Linked DNA regions of Sus scrofa: all the other regions are linked to region 5. Evidence: chromatin contacts called from public Hi-C data. All regions are on one chromosome and are shown on one strand. Each heading gives the region's core, a stretch centred on a gene start, on an enhancer-like site or on the middle of the called end of the contact. The rest is flanking DNA. Distances are from core to core; before and after follow the strand shown. Region 1 has its middle 110 kb from the start of RASGRP1. Region 2 overlaps LOC110261468 (a long non-coding RNA gene). Region 3 overlaps LOC110261468 (a long non-coding RNA gene). Region 4 has its middle 410 kb from the start of RASGRP1. Region 5 holds the start of THBS1 (thrombospondin 1).

Evidence for each region. Hi-C and Micro-C count contacts between places; a contact is called where the count stands out from the background.
Region 1: a contact with region 5 is called in a Hi-C map of embryonic fibroblasts, with 4 times the contacts expected there. The contact joins the enhancer-like site here to the promoter of THBS1 in region 5. A contact is called at or near these places in 3 of 5 promoter capture datasets (fetal liver, fetal skeletal muscle and liver), 18 of 47 Hi-C or Micro-C datasets (embryonic fibroblasts, epiblast stem cells, fetal heart ventricle and 11 more) and 1 of 2 datasets of contacts at active chromatin or transcription factors (skeletal muscle).
Region 2: a Hi-C map of fetal skeletal muscle shows a contact between it and region 5, with 2.8 times the contacts expected there. The contact joins the enhancer-like site here to the promoter of THBS1 in region 5. A contact is called at or near these places in 4 of 5 promoter capture datasets (fetal liver, fetal skeletal muscle, liver and 1 more), 22 of 47 Hi-C or Micro-C datasets (alveolar macrophages, brain, embryonic fibroblasts and 11 more) and 1 of 2 datasets of contacts at active chromatin or transcription factors (skeletal muscle).
Region 3: a contact with region 5 is called in a Hi-C map of skeletal muscle, with 4 times the contacts expected there. The contact joins the enhancer-like site here to the promoter of THBS1 in region 5. A contact is called at or near these places in 3 of 5 promoter capture datasets (fetal liver, fetal skeletal muscle and liver) and 6 of 47 Hi-C or Micro-C datasets (embryonic fibroblasts, mesenteric adipose tissue, retroperitoneal adipose tissue and 2 more).
Region 4: a Hi-C map of embryonic fibroblasts shows a contact between it and region 5, with 3 times the contacts expected there. The contact joins the enhancer-like site here to the promoter of THBS1 in region 5. A contact is called at or near these places in 2 of 5 promoter capture datasets (fetal skeletal muscle and liver), 7 of 47 Hi-C or Micro-C datasets (embryonic fibroblasts, fetal skeletal muscle, mesenteric adipose tissue and 3 more) and 1 of 2 datasets of contacts at active chromatin or transcription factors (skeletal muscle).

What each region holds. Positions count from the first base shown.
Region 1 is chr1:132,588,147-132,591,388 of Sscrofa11.1, reverse strand. No RefSeq gene overlaps it. Among named protein-coding and RNA genes, the nearest start is that of RASGRP1, 110 kb to the left of the region's middle. Within about 2 kb of position 1,783, at least 16 of the 83 cell types and tissues checked have an H3K27ac peak or open chromatin away from gene starts, as enhancers often do. A contact at or near this core is called in embryonic fibroblasts, where this site is marked.
Region 2 is chr1:132,486,996-132,490,209 of Sscrofa11.1, reverse strand. The region is part of intron 1 of LOC110261468 (a long non-coding RNA gene); the gene reads left to right. Among named protein-coding and RNA genes, the nearest start is that of RASGRP1, 210 kb to the left of the region's middle. Within about 2 kb of position 1,404, at least 3 of the 83 cell types and tissues checked have an H3K27ac peak or open chromatin away from gene starts, as enhancers often do. A contact at or near this core is called in fetal skeletal muscle, where this site is marked.
Region 3 is chr1:132,311,072-132,314,494 of Sscrofa11.1, reverse strand. The region is part of intron 1 of LOC110261468 (a long non-coding RNA gene); the gene reads left to right. Among named protein-coding and RNA genes, the nearest start is that of RASGRP1, 390 kb to the left of the region's middle. Within about 2 kb of position 1,769, at least 19 of the 83 cell types and tissues checked have an H3K27ac peak or open chromatin away from gene starts, as enhancers often do. A contact at or near this core is called in skeletal muscle, where this site is marked.
Region 4 is chr1:132,288,266-132,291,814 of Sscrofa11.1, reverse strand. No RefSeq gene overlaps it. Among named protein-coding and RNA genes, the nearest start is that of RASGRP1, 410 kb to the left of the region's middle. Within about 2 kb of position 1,969, at least 6 of the 83 cell types and tissues checked have an H3K27ac peak or open chromatin away from gene starts, as enhancers often do. A contact at or near this core is called in embryonic fibroblasts and skeletal muscle, where this site is marked.
Region 5 is chr1:131,744,059-131,747,686 of Sscrofa11.1, reverse strand. It overlaps THBS1 (thrombospondin 1), which reads left to right and starts at 1,589. Exons shown (of 22, transcript NM_001244536.1): 1 at 1,589-1,740; 2 at 2,353-2,447; 3 at 2,707-3,266. The coding sequence starts at 2,381.

The sequences.
Region 1 (3,242 bases), core at 534-3,033, 840 kb before region 5:
TGAGAGGGCATCAGGGAAGGCCTGAGGGGAGATGGTTGAGCTGAGACCTGAACGAGAAGAGTGACCCACCTATCTAGAGAGCCAGGGAAGAATGTTCCAGACAGACTGTAGGAAAGGCCTCTGAGGTAAGAACAGACTCAGGCTGTGGGAAGAAGAGACAGAAGGCGAATGGGCTAGAGTATAGGGGTCAGGCGCCAAGCTTGTTCCAAGGGTACATGTGGGGTGTAACTCATCTCAGGACATAAATGGACACCTGTGTTCAAGACTCATAAAAGGTGATGGGACAGCTGAGAAATTTCCCAGGTGTTCTGTGCCAGGAGCCTTGCCTTCCCAGAACATGTGAGACTCTCTCAGGAACAATGTTACCTAACTACCTGCCCACCTAAACATCTCACCTTCCATCTTTCAGTGTCACTCTGGGTCTAGTTCATTAGAAATCAATTGTCCTTTGCAGTCCTTTATATATGAATCTCTATCCCCATGACAGTACGAGAGACTTTCCCCCTGCTGAGAACTGACTTACATCCTCAGGTGACAAGAGCTGGTGGCACAACATGTCTGTATATCCCTGGATGGGGCACAACACAGCAGATACTCCCAGCCAACGCCTTCTTTCCTGAGTTGAAGATCTTCTGCAACCTGTGACTTTATTTTTGCTATCATTTTGTGCACTCAAGATGACTAGCCTGTATTCCCGGTGAAGAGACTGGATCCATGACCTGGGCTCACCACAGTGAGAAGGAAGAGAGGATTTGCCACTATTCCCCAAATGTCAGGTGGTTGACATGATGTCTGCAGCTTTGTAGCCAAAACTTGGGGGCAAATCTCTCTCGTTCTGATGGTGACGAGGCCTATGATCCCTCTTATGTGAGAGCTTGTCATATAGTTGAACTATTAACTTATTTATGAATGCACCCAAGCTGAAATGGGGGAAGCTGGTAGGACATGTAAAGGTGCCCACGTATTGGGTATTTTGAGTAGGTGCAGAGTTTTCTAGGGATGTTTCACAAAGTAGATCAGGAGCAAGGAGAGAATTATGTGACTTAAATAATAGAAGCCACATCTACCTGTAATCAGCAATTGGAGACTCCGCAGGGTCAAATAACCTTGTCCCTTGCTAGCAATAAGCAGCAGTAGAGTCCTCTGCCAGTCTTTGTTCTTAGAGTTAAGTGTGCATGTGATTAGAGACACTGACAATTCTGGTCACTGCAGTGGTGCTCTTTGAGGGCAGATCTGAGAGGAAAGCCCCCTCCTAGGCTTAGCTGTAGGCCAACACCCTTAAGCAGAAACGCAGGGGGCATATGTTCCCTGTAAGAGCTGCCAGAGTAATTCAGGTCTGGGGTGGGCTGGGGGGGCCCTTTAGAGTAAGACTTGTCTTCCAAGCCACAGAGCTATCGTCTGGAGCTAGTTAGCTGCTGATCAGTTTCCTTCCTGCTATCAACTGGTTTTGTATCACTCAGGGCTATTGTCAGTGACTTAGCCCTGGAGAGGCATATAGAAAAGATAAAATGAGGAATGTTTTGGCATCACCACCAAAACAGCTTCCCCACCAGCAAGTTTGAAGTGTCAGAGGAAGATGTGACCACCACTGGTGTTTTGGGTTTTGTGGCATGAGTAGTAAGAGCCCTTTAAATGAGGGGTACTGAACACCCCTCCCCAGCAGTCTGGCTGGCCAGACTGTAGGGCTGTGAGGTGGACTGTGTGTGCAGGAAGGATGCTAGTTGTCAGGGCCTGGCTCCCAGACACGGCCTCTAGAGCAGAGGAAGGCAAGATGAACCTGAGGTGCTATTGGCCAAATGCAAGCCAGTGCTTGTTGGACCAGGCTGATGCCTCCTTTCCTGGTTTATTCATTACCTTCATCTTTCATGCCCTGGCTTTGGAAGCCGTACACTCTGCTGGATGCACAGCTGTGCAGTGTGCCCCTGGGTTCCAGCCAGCCCAGTAAGGCCCAGGGATGGAGGTCGGGCTGATCAGGAGGCTGGTCTGCCTGGGGCTCTGCTGGGGGCTGTGGCCTCCCGGCTGAGAGCTAACCACTGTGCTGACTCACCATGACTGTGGTTGAGAAACAAACCAGCAAGTCAGTGGCTCCCATGAGCTCAGGAGCCGTGAAATATAGGCCAGGGAGCCTCAGCCGGAAGGGGCTTCAGTTAGTAAGAAACCAACGTTTTTGCCTTCTCGCCATATTCTGATGTGGAGTTACAAAGGGCCCTGGAGGACCCTGGGCATTTCCCTCTCTTGTCCCTTGGGGGACCGTGAAACCACATCAGGAAATAGGCGAAAGGGTGGGAACAGCATTTGTGTCCAGGCCTTTCTTGGTCTTTCTGCTGTGGCCAAACCTGCTAGGCTCTTTAGCTTCCCTGAGAATTGCAATGACCTCTTCAGAGACCTTGAGCACACTCCAGACCAGGGTGAGTGCTGGTGAGCCAAGGGAGTGAGAGGATGGTGCATGAGTGGATGGTGGGTAGAGTTCATATTGGATTTTGTGTAAATGGTGCTCCCTGAACTACTGCAAAGGACAGATGTCCCTGTGTGCCGCCCCTCCCCTCCACTTCCCACCGCAGCCTAACGCCCCTGATAATGGCATTTTAAACCAGCAGGTAGCCCTGGTCCTGCTATAAAGTAATTCTCGTTGACTGTATAATGGTGTGGAAGACACAATGACAGGTCTCCAAAGATGTTCACATCCTGATCCCCAGATCCTGCACATATGTTACCTTACTCAGCAGGTGTGGTTAGCACATTGGACCTTGTGCTGGAGAGGTTATTCTGGATTATCGAGTGGACTATTCTAACCATGCGAGTCTGTAAAAGCAGGAGACCTTCCCTGGGAGTGCCCAGAGAGAGAAACGTGAGCGTGGAGAAGGCCAAAGAGAAGCTGTGAGAAGGATTTGATGCCTCGCTGGTGCTGAGATACAAGGGGAGGCATGAATGACCAGCAAGAGCCCTCTGAGAGCTCAGGGAGACCTGAGCTGACAGCTGGCAAGGAAATGAGGACCTCAGTCCCACACCCCCCAGAAACTGCCGACACCTGGACCAGCAAAGAAATGGACTCTCCCTCAGAACCTCCACAAAGGAACGCAACCATGCTGACACCTCGATTGCCCCATGAGCTTTGTGGGATCTGGCCCACAGAACTCGGACCAAAAAAAATCTGTGTTTGAAGCTGCTAAAGTTATGGTAATTTATTATGGCAGGAGCGGAAAACTAACACAAATGGCTACAAAGTGTAATGCATTTAATTA
Region 2 (3,214 bases), core at 155-2,654, 740 kb before region 5:
CTACTCTCCATATTGTGACCAAGATGAGCTTTTCAAAATGAACATTTAGTCATGTTTCTTCCCTACTTAAAACCTGCTAATAGCTTCTTACTGTTCTTAACTGAATTCCTTATCAGGGCCTGAAGTCTACTTCTTGATCTAGCTCTCTCTGTATTCTAACCTTTTACCAACTTTACCCTCACTTTCCATATTCTAGTCTTTTAACCATTCTTAGGTGCATGTTTGTGCACTCACCAGAAACTGAACATGCAGGCACTTTCATCTTGGACATCCCAGTCTCCAGAACTGGGTGAAATAATTTTTTGTTGTCTAAGTCACTCAGTCTTTGGTATTTTATGATAGCAACCCAAAACTAAGATCGTTTCCACAATATGCTATATTCTTGCTTCTATAGGCCACTCATGCTAGGAACACTTTCTCACTCAATGACCTCTTTGCCACCTAAGTCTTGCCCTTTCATTAAGTCCCCCTTAAGGGTTTCACTCTAAAGGTTATTTCCCCAGGCAGGCCCTTCCCAACTCCTTAGATCAGGATATAACCTGTACTAGGCATTTCAATGCAACCTACTTCCCCTTTTGTCGCACTTGTCACATGTATTTTAAGGCATTTGCAGCAACATGGATGCAACTAGATATTCTCACACTAAGTGGAGAAAGAGAAAGACAAATACCACATGATACTATTTATGTGTGGAATCTAAAATATGGCACAAATGAATCTATATTCAAAATAGAAACAGACTCACAGACACAGAGAAGAGACTTGTGGTTGCCATGGGGGAGGGGGGAGGGAGTGGAATGGACAAGGAGTTTGGGGTTAGTAGATGCAAACTATTCCATTTAGAATAGATAAGTAATGAGGTCCTGCTGTATAGCACAGGGAACTATACCCAATCTCTTGGGATAGAGCATGATGGAAGATAATATGATAAAAAGAATGTATACATATGTATGACTGGATCACTATGGTGTACAGCAGAAACTGGCACAACACCGTACATTAACTATATTTTAATTAAAAAAAAGAAAATTGCTAAAGTGTATAAATGTAAGAACCATAAGGACGGGACTGTGTCTGTCACTCAGTCTCCAGCTCGTACTGTGCTCAATAAATGATTGCTGAATCTGAAAAGACATTACCTATTTCTTGAAGAATAAGCTGAATCTTGACTATCTTCAAAATAAGTCTTTCAAAGTCAATCTTTAAAAACCACCAAGATATAAATTCTTAAAATCTTGCCACCTGCCTCTCAGGGTCCATATTGAGTAAGAAGACCTACATACTCAAGAGAATATGGGGTTTCCCTAGAAGAATCTATGTTTCTTGTTGACTGGTTGAGGACTGGTTTTTTCTGGTCCTACTTCAGTGAGGTCTTCTACCTTGGGGACATGATTTCTATTATTTTTACTTGGGATCTGTAATCAGAGTAGCAGGGACTTTAGGGATGGGACATCTAATGCATACCCTTGCCTTCAGGCAAGACTCCACGGAACTAATTTGGGTTAAAGATTTCTAAAGTGTATAGAGCACAAAAAGATATTTTCTAAGGTTCCCCAACACAGAAGAACTATTTTTGTGTATTCTTGCCATAAGAGCAGTTTTCATAACATTTGATTTTAATTTTTCAGTTCAAGTTTGGACTCAAATACATTTTGTCTAGTCTCCAGGAAAAGGGGAAAGTGGTTGGCTCCTTTTCTCTGTCCAAAGACTTCCTAGATGTGCAAACAGTTTATAAATCAATCCTTAGCATTCTGGAGGGCAAAGTCAGGAAAGTTCCTCTGGGAAATAAGCTCCCATCCCTAAGATGGGTTTCTACGGAGAAGTCAAGCTCTGTAAGATTAAAAATGCATCATGCTTAGGGAATTTGAAGTCTTCTTTCCATTTAAAAAATGCACAAAAGCCAAGAGCAATCTAAGTCATGTTTCAGCTATGTCCTGGAAGACTGAAAAGTGTTGTTTTCATGGAAAATTACTTATTACAGAAAAGATTTTATAGCTATATTATAATTTGTGGTACATAGATGTTTCCTAAGGGCTCTCTGATTTAAGACTGCAATCACGGATGAAACTCTGATACCATGGCCACTCTCTAGAGCATGAACTTTATTTCCTAAGATGCACAGTCTTCCAATTCTGTTTCCAAAAACTATTTCAATGGCTGGCATAGAATTCCAACTGTAAGGAGGAAGGAGCAGAGAGAACTATGTTGGGGACAGGAGGGGGGAAGATTTGAAGCTATATCGATAACTATCTCTGTTTGACTTCTTTTCTCTTTTCTCTCTCAAATTCAGTCAACTTCAATAGTCCCCAGACACCCTGAATACAAGGTGGGGTCTAAACAAAACATTATCTGTGCCCAAGAAGCTACCAAAATAGCTGGGGCCATGGTTACAGCTGCCAGTGGCCCAAACCAGGGTATTATCTCACAAAGTTTCTGCAAGGCCTTTAAAGGGCATTTAGTGAAACACAAAATAAACAGGCACATGATGAAAGGCTGATGGTGGCTATGCTGATAAAAAGACCAGACAGAAAGGAGCAAGTTCATCCCAATCAAGATTCAGCTTCAAAGGCTGACCTCCTTCTATACACATCAGCCTGTGGCTCTTGGTACCATGACCTCTCCCAAACTCCTATGGATGCAGCAACTGCTGGAGCTGGCACACTGTGCAACCTCTCTGAGCTTTAGTTTCTTCAATAAAACGAGAATACTGGACCAGTGCAACTCAACACTAACTCTCTGGGGTTCCCATGTGCAGGTGGACTCTAAATAACAGAAGTGAAGAGGAGAATAAAAATACACAGAATGGTTCCAACAGAAGGTGAATTTCAGCTTCTTGACTCTATTGATCAATTTGTTCTTTTTTATTCATACTTAAAACATTCAATTTAGAAATTTCTAGTGCTACCTAAACTTGCCTAGTAGCGTGCATCTGCTCTTTGGAGGAGGGTGTAGACTAGAGCAACATGACTTAAGGCCTTCACCTCCTTCCTGCAAGACATTGGCGCCTTTTGTGAGATAATACCCTAGTTTGGGTCACTGGCAGCTGTAACCATGGCCCCAGGTCTAACAGTAATCCACTATTTTGTTAGATCTATGTAATGCTACTAGGTAGAAGCAGGGTAGTTTGGAGAACATATATAGAGAAGAGTGCATAGTGTTATTCTCTGTACCTAACACATCTTTTCTGAGTATTTGAGTATATATGTGTGTACCC
Region 3 (3,423 bases), core at 520-3,019, 570 kb before region 5:
ATTGGGGGAAGGGTGATGGCAGAAATGAAATAGCTCAGTTTTGTTTGAGAGTCTGAGTTAGGAGTTTCATTCATTAGCTCAATGAAAATAAAATATGGTCTCAGTCCATTAACTGCCTATGTAAATATGATGGTGGAAAGCATATATTGTATGTATTTTAATAAATGTTTGCTTTTTATTTATATAAACCTTAGCCTTGGAAAGCAGCCTTGAGGAGCAGTAAACATGAATTTCGGGGTGCTACTAAAGCAGTGGGGACCAGCATCCTCAGCATGTTCCCAATTCCTGGGTAATATTTCAGGTGGCAGCTCTCGTAGTTCTCAGATGATCAGGATATGAGTAACTATAGATTCTTATCCTCATATGAACTTAAGAAAAACCATTTTTAGGCTTTATCCACAGTCCAGATGGTCAATACTTTATTCTATATGACCCTGACTATAAAATCCAGGGACTGGTGTTGGTTGACACCAGTTTTAAAACATTAAATGTGTTCCTCAGATCCCTCAGCTGTCTGCTAAAAGCTTACCATCTATGAATTTATGTTAACCCTTCATATTTTGATACTTTTATACTTTTACATCTTATTGTTTGTATATTCATAATTCATTAGTCATGAAGTTATCCAATTAGAGGCAATTGCCAAGAGTCCACGAGAAACACCTTGGTGGCTGGATCTGACCTCATCTGACCTGGTGGCCATGAAGATGGAGAGAAGTGCTGGGTTGTAAACACATTAGGAAACCAAACTGGCAGTATTTGTTGATGACTGTGAGAATAAAGGAAAAAGTGACTTCAAGGCATGCTGCAGGTTTCTGAGAAAGGTAAATGGACCAGCGGACTATACATAGGATTTTCCAAAATAGAAGCACATTTGGAGTTAAAAATGGGAAATTCATTCATTATTCATTTAATATCAGAGAACACTGGAGTTTTTACTGGAGAATGCTCTAGTATAAGATTTATAATACCAACAAGGGCTGCTAGTCTTCCTTCTGGTATGATTCAAAGTATGGGCTGTGGACTCTTTCAGTGATAGAAAAGTCTTTCAAGGATTTATTTGAGTTTCAGCTTCAGAAAGTAGAGAGTAAGAGAGTGATTAAATTTCAGTTTCACTATCAGTCCCATTATCAACTATGTCAAGAAAAATAATTGGCCCACATTTGAATGACTGTCAATGATTGGTAATGACCTACAATCTCCTTGACATTTCTGTCAAAAATATCATATGGTTTCTAAATTAAAATCTGACAACCTTAAGAAACTTAGGTAAATGAGATACTGTAATAAGTTCTCAGTGGAAAGATAGTTTGCTTTAGAACCCAGTTTTTTAGCCATCTGGGCAGAATAACTATGTTAAACACTTTTACTGGTCTTTGGTTAAAGATGGAGTATTTATGAAACACTTGAGGTTTAAGGAGAATTTTATTCATTCTGAATTATAGGTTGTTATAAATCACGATCATCATTTTATATTGCTTAATTAAAAGAATGTGAGGGAATTAAGAGAATTAGGTGGTTGTGACTATTGAAAATAAACCCTAAGTATTTCCTAAATTCTTCCCTTATTATTTCAAAATATTCACTGTCCTTTTTATTTGGGAAGACATTCTATACACCAATAAGATACTATGTCAGACGAATCTGGTGATTCAGCGTCTCAGCTTTTCCTGGAAATCAAAGATATTTCTTTTTAAGTCTGAGAAGCTAGAGGTGCCACACAATCAAAAATGCTTCCATCTACTGGTCAAAGTCAGGAATACACAAGTGTTCCTCTGCCTAAAAACCATGAGTGGAGAATGCAAAACACCTAGGCTTCCAGGCTCAGATACTCAAAACAGTGGGTTCTGACGGTGAAGGTAAATCTCAGTCAGAAAGTAGCCTCTTCAGACAGATCATAGATGTAGCAGAGGGCTAAGATTAGAACTCAAATTCCCTGAGGCTCTGCTTGTATATTTTCTTGACAACCTAGAAACAGGCAATAGATTGTGATTGCTTTAAAATATTCAGGGGAAAAGAACTTTGCCTCTTGTATTACCAGACTTAATAGGCTCTGGAACTCTGAGTCTGAAACCAATATAGAGAATGGATTAAGAGGTCAACTGACCCTTTTTCTCAGTGCTTAGCTGGGTCAGTGGCTCCCTCAGAGTCATTTTAATTCATTCCTGTGGGTGAATATACGTGACTGTTTCCCTGACAGTCACAGGGAGTTAATCTGCCACGGTGAGCAGTTGCCAGATAGGACAGGGGAATTTGTCTCATTCCTGTGGTGACTTTAGATATGAAATGCCAGGCTGCTTAGCCTGGGGGAAGGTGCTGTAAGTTACAGGCACCAAGCCAAGCCTCCCAAGCACCCTTGCTCCCTTTGACAGCCACCCTCCTGGGCTGTGATCTGGCTGAATTAATTCACAGATGCCAGATATCAGGACTTTATCTGCATTGTTAGCATTCCTCCTAACCTGCAGCTTCTATTCATTTAATGGTTATCTGATGGGGACTGATACTAGGTGAAGAGGAATGTTCAAATCATGCTGACTTTGGCAAGTGGGAGCAAAAAATAGAACTTCAGTTTAAGAAGGGAATATTTACTCACTGACATGACAGTTTTGCTAGTAGGACAACGGAATAAGAGGGAAGGTGGTTCCAGGAAAATATTTAGGTAAAGGGTCCATCATTCTTTAATGGTGCTCCATGTACTTTATTTATTTGGCCAAAAGATGAGACTAAAGCAACAAGGAAAGCAAAGAACAGGTATGATAGGAATACACTTCTCCGTGTTATTTTTGATCATTTTTTCAGGCAACATTCTTTTTTTAGAGTCTCAATGTCATACTGAGTTGAAGAACTTGTTTGCATTTGAACTAAACTGAATAAGAAATATTAAGATTTTTTTTTTAGAAGACTCAGCTTTCAATGAGTGGTTTTCTTAAAGGACATATTCTTAAAGCATGTTTCTGATTTAATGGGCTTCAGAATTCTAAGCAGATGAGAGTCTCTGAAAAAAATTGCATGGAAAGGGACAAAAGCCCAGGCAGAAAATTTTGCACAGAAATAAATGCAGTAGCTGAGCTTTCTCCAAAATGGCATACTGCATGAGCATATGGAATCAAAAGTATCCTTTTCTGTTTTCTGTTTAAGGCTTCCAGCAGACTCAAGGGGGAGTAAGCAAAGTAAAAATGAAACCCAGAAGAACAATGAGATTTCAAGGGAGAGACTCATAAGCATCCTTCAGAGAGGGGTCAATTTCACAATGACCCCAAATATATTTATATCACACTAAGATGACAGGGGAGGCATTTTGTGTTTCATCTTTTGAGAGAGTATATAACTATGGAAAGGCATATACACATACCTCAAGTGTGATTACAACTTAAAATTGCACTTGGAATACCTTGATCATAATAATTAACGCCCCCCTTTTTA
Region 4 (3,549 bases), core at 720-3,219, 540 kb before region 5:
TAACTGATGTATATTAATTTTCTGTTGAACTGTGATTTCAAGGAATGTGCTATAATCAGATAAGAATTATTCACTGATTTCCTTTTTATTTATCCATGTAATAATACATATGGTGGAAAAAAATCTCTATTTTCTAAGTCACAGATGTTCAGCCTATGAAAACATTAAGATCGTATCGAAGTTTAGCTCAAGTTCATCAAGGAAAACAAAGGTCCATTCCCCACTTAGTTTCTCTTGATGGTACACTTAGTAATAGCTAAGCACTTGGAGTTTAAAATTGCCTGACCAAAAATTCTCTTCTTGGAGTTTCCAGGTGGCTAAATTGGTTAAGAATCTGGCATTATCACTCCAGTGGCTGGGTTGCCGCTTTGGCATGAGTTCCTGGGAACTTCTACATGCTGGGGGTGCAGCCAAAAAACATAGTCTTTTTCTTGTCCCTGAATTATTAATGAACATATACTAAGAATATCCATCCGGTGTCCAGATTAATTCAGACAGTAGGGAAGTTAATGCCTAGACTGTATATATAATATTTAAAGTAGGAATAATCTCATTTATTAACTTTCTCTTTTGTGCTTAGTCCTTGACTCTTGTGATTTACTATTAAATTAAGCTAATTCTTTATTAATTACCTTTAGCTGGTAAGATTTCTTGGTTTGCAAGTCTAAAATATTTCTGACAACTAACTGAATAAACATTTAAAAAAATTAGCTCTCGTAATTGATCATGGGCCATGAATTGTTCCTTCTCTTCATTTATTTATTTTTTTTGAGTTTCTTTTTTGAACTGAATGTTGTCCCCTCCAACCAAGTAGATTTTTGTTGTTGTTGCTTTTCTTTTAAAATATTCTGTGAGGCTTATTTTCTAATACTTGCTAAAATCTGACTATCATCTTGGTGAACCATAGTATTTGAGATATATGTTACCTGCTACTATCTTTCAGTCCCACTACTCAGGGAAAAAATTATACTTGCTTTAATCAGGGATTATCCCAGTTAGAGCTCTCAGAAAGCAATTCGTTTAAGGCAGAATAAGAGAGGCAGCTTTTACAATTAGTAAAATACTCTATGTGATTAGTGAAACTGGTGAAAAAATAACAGAGCCCTTTTTGCATAGGCCTTCACAACTTTAACACCTTATGCAATCATTAAGCTCTTAAATGTAAATCTGGAAAGATTTCGTAAATGCAAATCTGGGTAGATTTCTTAAATATAAATCTGAGAAGATTAGATGTACTAACCTCTTAGCAGTTGTTTGTTGGGGAGATATAAAGGGCCTTGCTGCCCATACAGAGTCTTATTTTCTCTATCAGTAAGAACAGTCAAAATACGTCCATGAATGGGTGTGTCATTAACAGAAGTTTTCCATATGTCTAATGAGAGAGTCAGAGGGATATTTTCTCTGGCTTACCCTGTACCTCCCCACATACTCGATAAATTGTAAGGACATGTGGTTTGGGTCAAGTGTATGGGAGTTATTCTTATTATCAATTCCAAGTACCCCTTATTGACTAGGGTCTATAAAGCTGATTTAATGCACTCCATGATCATCCTAATGTGGCAGATATAAATAATTGTGGAAGAAGCTCACATTATTAGAAGTTATATAATTTACAGACGAGTCTGCAGTTCACAGCAGTCAGGAGATACTTAAGGTGACAGCATCAATATAAATAAGTTTTGAATATAAATAATTTATATTAATATTGTCATCATGGTTTGTAAAATCATCACAGCTTTATCATAATTTGAAAACAAGTTTAAGGATACACACATTCACACACACACACACACACACACACAGGATGTATATATATCCTTCAGGTATCCACTAAAAAAAAAAAAAATTGACCAAGGCCAGTGAAATTAATCCATCGTCATCGTGTTGGCTGGCTCTACTTGCTACAGAAGCTAGGTTCTCTTCCTTAGTTGGCCTGCCAATGGGTTTAAGCCCCAGGAGATCTATGACTGCACCATGATTCACTGACTCTACAGAAGCCAAACTGGCTCCTTCAGCTCTGTCCTGAGGCTTCAGCTCAGGATCTTGGCCTTCTCAGCAAAGACAAAAGGGCAACAATAAGCATGTGGAGTAAGATACAAACACCAAGCTGTAACTACCCTTTTAACATCACTCTCAAATTAAACAAAGACTCATTAAGAATTTCAATATTTGAACTAAAAATTTGAAAAAAATGTGGCAGGAGAAGGCACATGAGCAAAAGGAGAATGTTTCCATATTGAGGTTATAGGGCTTATTTTAATGAGACCTCAATGATCTTCAGGAAATTTCATAGGAAACTTTATTCTTATTGGTGTAAATGAGCTATGTTTTGAGAAGTTTATTGAAACTGGGGACTAATGAACAGGAAAATAAAACCTACTCAAAACTTTGGAATTTACAAAATTCTTTTTCTAGCTACAGGAAAATAATTATTTGGAATAATATGTATCAGAATTTGGGGAATCTTTTTGTCTTGCTGCAGTTCTTTTTAAGGCATCCTGCTTATTCCCAGGAGGAGAGGCTGGTGAGCTTCTCATTTGTGGACATTAAAAACTTTTATTTATTATGTATGAAAAATAATGACTAGTCTCTATTTTCTCAAGAGTTTAGCAGGGAGACAGACCTACAGAAATAAAGGAGTGAAAGAAAGAAATATGAATATTAGTAGGGGGTCAAAGCAGGAATGGGAAGGAGAACTCCAGGTGATCTTGCCTAAAACCTACTTATCAAATGAACAGCTTTCCAAATGATAATTTCACTCAATTTATTTTTAACTATTTTTACTGTAGCTAGTCAGGTTTATTTTACTTTCTAAACTGATATTTAAGGAATATTGCTCCGGTCCCTGTTCTCAGATCTACGTTATAGTTGAATAGTGAAGGGTGGAGAGAGGGGCAACATTGAGGGGTATACAAAGATATATTCACAAGTGCAAAGTTTTGAATATAAATAATTTATATTAATATTTTCTTCACTAATTTGTTCAGATTTAAAGAGGAATAATCCATAAGAATTTTCATATTCAAGAACATGATTTCTAGAAAAATATTCTTACTGAGTGTATTATGTGTACACACATCTTAAATAAACATTGGTCCAAGGGAACCATACTGCAAATTAGGTCAATCAGAGCTCTTCCCAAGGAACCAGAGAAAGTCACCAGCCCAAGGGCTATGGAATTCAGAGAACAGATTTGGGAATGATGAAGGATACCTTTCTTCTCTGTCTATAAATTAAAACTCAGCAGGAATAGGCAGAAATGGATGAGGTATTGACATTCAGGCTGCTCTAACAGAATACCATAGACTGAGGGGTATAAACAATAGAAATTCATTTTTCACAGTTATAGAGGCTGGGAAGTGCAAGTTCAAGGTGCCATCAGATATGGTGTCTGGTGGGAGGCCTGCTTCCTGGTTCATAGACAGTCATATTTTCATTGTGCCCTCACATGGTAGAAGGGCAAGGGAGCTCTTTTGAGCCTTTTTTATACAGGACAAATCCCAGTTACCTCCAAAAGACCCCATCTCCAATACCCTCACATTGGAAATT
Region 5 (3,628 bases), core at 340-2,839:
TTATTACTTCAGCAACAAACAAACAAGAGTTTTGGGAACATACTTGTCATCTTCTAGAGGTGCTTGCTGTATATTGAGTAACTAAAAAACACTCTGTCCCCCACATGGCCCTTGTCACACAACACTCCCACACAAGAAAAGTGAAACTGCTGTTTGACGAATGTAAACTCTTGGGTGTTTCCAGCCCGTTAGGAGTCCAGCCAGGTGTGAGTGCTAAGGAGGGAAGTGAACCCCAGGGCTTTCCCTGGCTTGTGGCTGAGATCCTTATTTGGTGAAGTTACTACCTGTTCCCTGGGTCTGGGGGCCAGCCTCATGTGCTGGATCACAGCAGGGGAAGTGTGGCTGCTGACGTCCCAGCCCAAGAGATGAATGGAATTCCAAGCAGCTGGAGTCATGCTGGCTTGGGACCGGTGGCTTGGACACTAGATTTCCAATGACAGAAGCATGCAGCGGCAGCGCTCATGGCAATTGGTGCACCCACAGAAATGTAACCCACATCTCGGTTTCGGGAGCCGAAAAAATGAAAAGAACTTTGGGGTTGAAAAAAAAAGGGGGAAATAAAATGATAGGCAGAGGGTAATTTATGACTCTATGGGTCTGTTCTGTAAATAGTTCAAGACCCTGGAGCCAGATGGTGCTGCAAACCCTCCAAGCAGGAGTCACGTTAAGAAGCACGAGTGGGCACAAAAACTGTTTTTCAAGACACAATTTCAATTTTGGCTTGAGAGAAGTGGTAAAGAGCAAGTTTCCTTAACATTCCTGACTGAAAAGAAGCCATTTGCTCGCGTCCCCTAGATCAGAATTCGCATACCGCCCCCAAGCGGCCCGCTGTGGAAGCGCCGCAGCACTTGTGAGAAGAGACTTTTCTTCGCGGGAACTCGAGCGGCAAGCAGCTGCAGAAACGCTGCCCCGACGCGCGGTGGGAAGGCGAGCCCCATCCGTGGCCTGCTGGCCGGTGCGATACCGCACTCACGTCCCTCGAGGGGCAGGCAGGAGACAGAGTGGGAGGAGGGCAGGAGCGCGGCGCGAAGCTGACCGCGTGGTCCGCAAGTACCCAAGATGGATGGACAAGGGTCAACAAATACCCAACTCTTTCAAAGACTGGTCCCCTCTTGGTCCCATTTACCATGTCGGGCTTATTTTTTTCCATAAAATGGGCTCGATATCCAACAAGTGTCCACCCTTAGCCATCGCACAGGCATTCAAGGGAACAGGTTCCCCAACCCCCCGCTTGGGATCTCGGGTGGGTGGCCAGAGCCTCGTCCGCCCGGTATGAGCACACTGAGGACATCGGCCCGAGCGGCGCCACAGCCAAAGTGCTGAGTCCGTGAGCGCCAAGGCCGCGTGGGCGGGCACCTATTTTTCTGAGAAGTTCCAGTGCTTCTCGGCCCCGACACCCACCGCCCCCCTTCACCTTCTAACTGGAAAGTTGTGCGCCAGGCAGCGGGGGGCGGAGAGAGGAACCCAGACTGGCCCCCCTCCCGCTTCCTGCCCGGCCGCATCCTATTGGCTAGAGGAAACCCCAGGAATGTGAGCGCCCCTTTAAAAACCCGCGGCTCCGCCGCCTCACCAGCCACTGCACCCGGGCCGGCCGGCAAGCGCACTCCCCGGCGAATCTCCCTGCGCAGCCTCTGATACCGCGGCCTCCCGGGCGCACCGCTCTCCCCGCGCCTCTCCAGCGTTCCTCCGGTCGCTGTGTCCTTGCTTCCAGTCCCAGCTGCTGCACCCGTTTCCACACAGGTAAGGAGTCCCTGGGCGGCCGCCGAGGTCCAGTTCTGCCCTGGCCATACACCTGAAGCTACAGACTTTAGCTCCTGGCAGACCCCGGATCTCACACTTTTTGCCTTCCCCATCCTGAACCTCTCAGCCGCTGGAGGACTCTTCTCACGAAGAGCTTCAGAGCGATCTTCTCCAGCCTTGGGATTCAAAACCCAAATCGCCAGGGACACCCCAAGATTTTGTTCTTTTCCTCAAGTCCTTCCTAAACCTTTCTAAAAGTCCTCTAGAAAAATCTCTGCACCTTCATGCTGTCCCAGCTCCCCAAACTACATCTCCTGGTCCTGCTACTTACCTCACCTTCCCAAGGAAAAGCCCCCCCCGCCGCCCCCGGCTGCCTGTTATTGGTCTTGCCCCTACCACCACCTGAAAACCACAGTCTCCTCCCCTCAACTCCCTCATTTTCTTCCTTATGCTTTCTCCAGAGTCAATACTGTTGCCCCTCATTCCACCAAATGTGGGGGCCACGGGGCGGGGGGGCGTGTCCCTGAGGCTCTGGCCCCATGCCCAGCCAGTTTTGCTCACCCTCATTGATGGGCGGCCTCTGACCTGGGTTCTCTGTGCTTCCTGCTGCAGGCTCTCTGTTGGGCACAAACGCTCCACCATGGGGCTGGCCTGGGGACTCAGTGTCCTGTTTCTGTTGCATGTGTGTGGCTCCAACCGCATTCCAGGTAAGTCTGTATGATACCTTTTGAGGGGGGAGGGAAGAGGAGAAGGGAGGTCTGGTTACCCCAGGTGTGCCTCTTCCCGAGCCCTGGCTGAACCTCAGGATGCAGGTTCCCTCTGACCTGGTGTTGATTAAGCCCTTTCAGTGGCTGCAGGGAGTTTTCACCCCTGTCTTTCTGCCCCACCGGCCAGAGCTGAACCCCTACCTCCACCGCCCCCACCTAGAGGGCCCTGCTCACAGTGCTTCCTCCTCTTGTCTAACAGAGTCTGGGGGAGACAACAGCGTCTTTGACATCTTTGAACTCACCGGGGCTGCCCGAAAGGGCTCTGGGCGCCGACTAGTGAAGGGTCCTGACCCTTCCAGCCCAGCTTTCCGCATTGAGGATGCCAACCTGATCCCCCCTGTCCCTGATGACAAGTTCCAAGACCTAGTGGATGCTGTGCGAGCAGAGAAAGGTTTCCTCCTCCTGGCCTCCCTGAGGCAAATGAAGAAGACCCGGGGCACGCTGCTGGCCGTGGAGCGGAAAGACCATTCTGGCCAGGTCTTCAGCGTGGTCTCCAACGGCAAGGCGGGCACCCTGGACCTGAGCCTGACCGTGCAGGGGAAGCAGCAGGTGGTGTCAGTGGAGGAAGCCCTCCTGGCCACTGGTCAGTGGAAGAGCATCACCCTATTTGTGCAGGAGGACAGGGCCCAGCTGTACATCGACTGCGAGAAGATGGAGAATGCCGAGCTGGACGTTCCCATCCAAAGCATCTTCACCAGGGACCTGGCCAGCATCGCCAATCTCCGCATCGCAAAAGGAGGTGTCAATGACAATTTTCAGGTGAGGCTTCTTCCATTCCTGGTCCACAGGGCCGACTGCTAGGTAGCTGACTTGCCGAGAGGGCGGTGACAGGAGAGACCAGGGTTCCAGTAACAGGAAATACTGCCTGTGTGCACTAAAGCAGTGGTTCCCACTGTAGGTAGGGATGGGACCTAATAATTTGCATTTCTAACAAGTTCCAGGGTGAGGCTGGTATTGGTGTTCTGGGGACCAGACTTTGAAAACCACTGATGGAAACAAGAAACGGTTTTCCTCTAACAGCCTGTTCAAATCTTAAATACTCCTTATGCTCTTCTCAAAAAAGAACTTATTTCAGATGCATTCCACCAATTATAATATAACTTGAAGTGGATACTCACCAC